Linked DNA regions of Ovis aries: region 2 is linked to region 1. The links are chromatin contacts, called in public Hi-C maps. All regions are on one chromosome and are shown on one strand. Each heading gives the region's core, a stretch centred on a gene start, on an enhancer-like site or on the middle of the called end of the contact. The rest is flanking DNA. Distances are from core to core; before and after follow the strand shown. Region 1 holds the start of SRGAP2 (SLIT-ROBO Rho GTPase activating protein 2). Region 2 overlaps SRGAP2 (SLIT-ROBO Rho GTPase activating protein 2).

What was found. Hi-C and Micro-C count contacts between places; a contact is called where the count stands out from the background.
Region 2: a Hi-C map of liver shows a contact between it and region 1, with 2.6 times the contacts expected there. The contact joins the enhancer-like site here to the promoter of SRGAP2 in region 1. A contact is called at or near these places in 3 of 16 Hi-C or Micro-C datasets (hypothalamus, liver and tail adipose tissue).

The regions. Positions count from the first base shown.
Region 1 is chr12:3,814,299-3,817,345 of ARS-UI_Ramb_v3.0, forward strand. SRGAP2 (SLIT-ROBO Rho GTPase activating protein 2) reads left to right here and starts at 1,274. Exons shown (of 23, transcript XM_027976230.2): 1 at 1,274-1,377. FAM72A (family with sequence similarity 72 member A) reads right to left here and starts at 616. Exons shown (of 3, transcript XM_027976226.3): 1 at 1-616.
Region 2 is chr12:4,025,720-4,028,419 of ARS-UI_Ramb_v3.0, forward strand. It overlaps SRGAP2 (SLIT-ROBO Rho GTPase activating protein 2), which reads left to right. Exons shown (of 23, transcript XM_027976230.2): 12 at 1,328-1,355. Among named protein-coding and RNA genes, the nearest start is that of IKBKE, 51 kb to the right of the region's middle. Within about 2 kb of position 1,407, at least 17 of the 54 cell types and tissues checked have an H3K27ac peak or open chromatin away from gene starts, as enhancers often do. A contact at or near this core is called in liver and tail adipose tissue, where this site is marked.

The DNA.
Region 1 (3,047 bases), core at 24-2,523:
CCTTGGGGAACTTCTCTAGAGTTTTCCTGTCCTATGAAGGATCGTCTGTCCCTTAGTTCCTTTTGCACTTCCCTTAGCTTCTCGCTGACAGGCTTTTACCTACAGGTTCCTACTCAAGCCTCCTCGCTCGGAGCGCTCCGATTCCTCTCTCTCTCTCTCTCTCTCTCTCTCTCTCTCTCTCTCTCGGGATACGGGGCTAAGGTTCCCTACCCACGATTCCTCTGTGGAAATCTTTCTCCTCTCCTCAGGATTCAGAAACCCCCTCCGTTTTTCCCACAGGCGAGCGTGGGTATCCCTTAACCCTCCCGCGACCCTTCTCCTCTCTGCCAGTTCGCGAGACCCCGGCTTCACTTCTTTCCTGGCACAGTCCCCAGCCCTCAGCGTGCGGGCTCTCGCGTCGTTCCTCCTGCGTCTCCCTCCCCTCAGCTTTCCCTCGCGGCTCCCGCCGATCCCTCAAGTCTTTCCCGAGCGGCCGCTCCAGAGCGCGGGGGGCTGTCGGCAGGGCGGGGCAGAGGTCGCTTTGCGGGCTCGGTCGGCGTTGGGGGGTCTCTGCCACCGCACACGTCGCTTTTTGCTCGCTCTTCCGCTCTCGGCCTTTCCAACCCGCTGTCAGTTTGAATCGGCCGGCGCCGTGCACCGATTGGGAGAACTAGAGTTCGCCCACGTCCCGCATTGGAAGGCTCGGGAGCCGGCCTCTGAGGCGATCTCAGTGGTCAGGAACGCCGACGCCCCGCCCCAGTAACGGTGCCTAGATAAAACTCGGCTTGCTGGTTGGCAGAGCTTGGCCCCGCCTCCGATCTCATTGGTCCGCTCGCGAGGATTCGGCGAGGCCACCCCTCGCCAGAGTGAGAGAACAAGGCACGCCCACCACGCTTCTCATTTGCAGACGTTCCACAGGCCCCGCCGCGCTCTACTCTGCATTGGCTAGAATTCTCCGCAACGCCCCGCCCCTCTACCCCCGGCCCAATCGGCCGGGCCTCCCCTCAGAAGTGTGTGTTTGGCTGTTGGTTCTCTCTTAATCCCGCCCTTCCATTCTACTGTGGGGCTCGGCCGCCCGGGGAGGAGTTTAACTCTGTGACCACGCCTCGACGGTGCTAGTCACACCTCCAGGGTTTCGCCAGCTCCTCCTCCTTATTCCTGGCCTCTCGGGATCAGCTGTTCCTATTGGCTATGGGCCCCATCGGTCGATAGAAAGCGGGCGCTGATTGGCAGGAGGGTGGGCCCTGCTTCCCGGCGGGGTCCTGTGGAGTTGGCAGAGGCTCCTCGGGGGACTAAGGGGACCGATCTGCGTAGAAGCGGGTGGCGGGGACGAGAAGGGAGGAGAGCTCCTAGTGGGAAGCGGAGCCGGGGGCGCAGGACCCGTCGCGTCAGAGCCAGGTAAAGGCTCCGTCCCTCTCCCTTTTCTTCTCGCCCGCCGCGGGACTGGAGCCCAGACTGGACAGACCGGGCGGCAGAGGCGGGAAGGAGAGGGCGCGGATGTGGCTCTCGGCATCGCCCTCGCGCTGCCGCCCGGAACCCCTCAGGCCCCCTCCCTCCGGACCCTCTCCCCGTCTCCCGGCGCAGCCCACAGTGCTTCTTTAGGGCTGCGTCTCCGCCCTTCACCGTCCTGCCCGGGACCCTGCCTTGGCTCTCGCGCCGCGGCGCAAGCTCCCAGCACCCCCCCCCCCCCAAACCCCCTGCACACGGGCAGCCTCGGTGCACCTTTGGGCAGCCGTCGTTGGCATCATCCGTGACCAACGACTGCCCTCTGCCTCTGTCTCCAAGCCTTGGCGGAGAGCCCAGTCACAGCCCTGGACCCAGAAAGACGGGTGTTCCGCGCTGTTTCCGAGGCTCTTCTCCGGCCTCAGCCCCCCGGCCCGCCCGGAACGGGCCCCTCTTCACGCACTCGCCTTCTCGGACCTGCCTCTGCGCCCCCAGAGTTACTAACATCGTAGCGCCGCCCGTACCACTGCGGCCCACGATAGTCTCTTAACTACCCCCTCACCCCCAAGGTAGCCCTTCCCCTGCCGGCTCCCCGCCTATCAAGCATGTGCAGAAGCTCCACTCATCCCACGTCCGCGTGCAGTCTTCGGACCCCACCTCTCACACCCCCTCCTCCCCCTGCTTCCTGCCAGTCTGAAGCACCACGCCGCCGCTCCGGCTCCCCGCTCCTCCCTCGCTGCGGCCCTTTCTCCAGGCGCGGGAAGTGGGAGACTCCCGGCGCGGAAAGGGAAAGGGGCGGCCAGAGAGGGAGGGTCGCCGCCGCGGCGCGTCCCGGAGCGAGACATGCCGCTCTGCACTCAAGTCCTCGTCTCTCCCGCCTCCTGGGCCTGGGTCCGAGCGGAATCTCCTGGGGGACCTCCTGGTGCCAGGAGTCGGGGCCGCGAACCTCAAAGACCTCCCCCCGCCCCCACCCCCCAGCCTGGGATTGGGTGCGGTGTCTGGGATCTCTGAGCTCGGGTGATCAATTGGGGGTGGCATTTAGAGTCGCTGTGGTCCCTGACTTGGGAGAGGCGGTGGCTGCCTTCCGCACCCCCCGCCCCCGCCCTGCCTTCCCGGTTTTCCCGACTCCGACCCTCGCCTCTAACCCGTTTCCTGCTTCTGCCGACCACATTGTTTTCCTGGATGTGTCCCACACCGAGCAGCCTTTTTTTTTTTCCTGCAGATCATTCCCCCCCCCCCCGCCCCCCCAACCCAACATTTTGCTGCCAAGAGAAGCTAGTAACCAAAACAAAACAACTGGCAGGAGGGGCGGAGGGGAAGAAAAGTTGTGCCCGGGTGACTTGTCCCTTCCCGGCTTTGATCCCCTTTGAAGTCCAGGCAGTTGCCCCCGCTGGGATCGGGGGCCGCGTCGGAGTCAGGGCCGGGAGGGTTCCCTCCGGCTGCCGCTGCCCAACGCTGGCAAGGCTCGGGAGGCCACCGAGGTGTCGCAGTCCTCGCCCGGAACCCCGCGTTCCCGCCGCAGTCCCCACCCCAGGCCCGCGAAGGCCGCTGCTCCAAAGTGTTTTCTTTCAGCCTTAAAACAAAATCCGGAGGGAGCTTCCTTCCTCCCCACCTCGCTGCGCTGG
Region 2 (2,700 bases), core at 157-2,656, 210 kb after region 1:
AGAGAGAGAGAGAGAGAGAAAGAGAGGATGGGTTTGCAACACACATGCATATACCCAATGTGCTACCACAGGGGGCGAAGGGTGGCGACCGTTCATTAGTGCTGTGCAGTGCCTTCATCTAGAGATGACAAGTTCTGGCAAGAAGGAAAAAAAATAGCTCTTCCTGTGTGCAAGTCATCCTGTCCCTGCCTTCTGTATGCATTTGTCATCAAAACGCAAGAGCCCCTTGTTCTTGCCACAGAGGGATAATTGATGTGTATGAATATTCCAGAATGGAAATGGGACAGATGTTGGAAATAATGGCTCGGAATAATATTTTTGCAGATGAAAGCTGAGCCTTTAGTAAGAGAGACTGTTGGGGTGGGGGAGGGTGTTGTTCTGGATGAGCTGAACTGTAATCAACAATTAGCAACCTTTAAAGGCAAGATAGAGCCCTGCCCTCCCCCCGCCCTTGCAGTTGCCTTTCCAGGAACATGGGAGCTGATCTGTCCTCCAGCTCAGTTCTTGCTTACACTTTCCGTGGTGTATCTAATACAGTCTCATACAGACCAAGCTCGGTTAACTGTGGACCCAAAAAAAGCAACACAGATTACATAATGGCCCAAGTTTTTAAAAGCATGAGAATACTTCAGATGAATGTTAAGATCTTCAATCTCATGTTTTAAGGCTGGCTGTGATCCTTTCAATTTAGTACTAGGGCCTGCTGTTGGATTGAGAGCCCCAGTCTAATAGCAGTATCAGCATTTTAAATCTCATGCAGCCCAACCTGCTGGCACTGAGGGTTTAGTATGACTCTAAAACGAGAGCTTCCACATATGGAGCATATTCTCCCCAAATAACTATTCCTTCCTTCTTCCCCTTCCACCCTCCACCACACGTGTGTGTGTGTGTGTGTGTGTGTGTGTGTGTGTGTTCATATACTGAAGGGCAAGCAAGCTTGTCCCTCCCTCCCCACCATACACACACCAGTACACACAGAAGAAAAGCTAAGTTTCACCTCTAGGAAGGTTTCTAATAATGTGTTCTCTAAGATATGACCCACCTTACTATTTTTCCCTTGTGTCCACCCGTTTTCCCACTGGGAAGCAGAGTCGGCAAGCCCAGCGTTTCAGGACACCAGCAGCCCTGGGCTGGGAACAAGCAGCAGGAACAGCTCTTGCCCAGAAAGAGGCCCTGGGTGCTGTCTTCCTTTTCGCCTGGGAGTCTAGTCACAGCCTGAGGCTAGAGGCTCCCTGGGGAGACGGGCAGACACTCATTCCTGGGAGCAGGTCTCCCCTTTCACCTCATTTGCTTCAACACGTGCTTTTTGCCTCTGTCTTTCCAACAGGTCAGCGGACAGACTGCAGTCTGGCCAGGTAGGTGTGGCCTGGGACAGCCCTGGGGGCGGATGGAGAGAGCTAGCAGCCTTGGATGGCTCTGCGAAGGAGTGGCCTAGGGCTGGGGTGGCTTCCATCCCTTTGCCTTGCTGACCCCATCTGGCCTCAAATGGAAATGAGGTTTGCTGAGCAGAACTAAGTGAAGGGAATTGCCATTTGCTGAAATAGTCCCAGTGACCTGAAATGGTCAGTGCTGGAGGGCCCTGGAAACCTTACCTGAGTGTCTAGACTTCACCATGTGGGTTTTGGGAAGTCTCTGACCCAGGGAGGGAAGATCAGAAGATAGCCTTTGACCTGAGAATTTTCTTATACATGGAAAAGATGACAGCCTCTAATAGTGAGTGTCGCTGGATAATGAAATATTACCATGCATTGCTAGCCAGCAGCACTGGTACAGATCCTCGCCTGATGTACAAGTATGCAGCCCTCCCAGTCTTCCCCACCTTCCCCGCCCTCCCCCACCCCAGCCAAATATTTTCCCTCTCAGTCATGGAGCTGCAATGAGAAAACGCATGAGTTGGCGGATAGCAGGGCTTTCATTCAGCCAGTGGTTCTCAGATGCCTACAAATGTGCCGATTTAACGGGGGAAGAGCTTTCATGAGCTGGACTCCTTAGAGACCCTGGGTTAGCCCATTATATATAAACCACTTATATCTGCCAGCACATGAAATAGTCATGAGGTTGTTTACAATTATAGGCTCATTATTCAAAAATGCCTTCATTTGCCTTTCATCGTTTTGTCATTGTGGATTACGATAAGGACCCCATTAATATACTAGTCTTGTTGACTGGAGGGAGTCAGGATAATGGGATTCTATCTTCTTGGTGATAGAGTCTTAGTCTGAGTTCACCTGAAGTTCCATATCTCCGGAAGGCTCTATAGGAGTGAAAAGAGCTGAGCTGAATTTCCTCATGCTGGGTTATTTGCTGTGTGACCTTGGGCTGTTCTCTTTCCCTCTCTGAACTCCAGTTCCTGATCTATAAGACAAGAGAGAGCATTCACCTAGATCCAGGAAGCTCTAGGATTCCAGAGAGTTCCTTAAGAGCAGCCTACTGGAAGGGGCAGATGGTGCCCAGCAGCCCTGCTATGGTCCCTACCTCCTACCTTTGCTCAGAGAGATAGAGCTGCTCTCCTTGCTTGGGAGGTTGCTGTCTGAATCAGATTCCCTTGGAGAAAAGGCTTCCAAGGCTAAACACAGCCTGAAAAGCATTGACCTATGGAATCACCAAGATTCCTTCCAGTCTGGACCCTCTACCCTCTAAATTCCAGGAATATCACTCCCTAACTTTTCCCTAAGGATTTTCAAAAGAAAGAAAACCGTA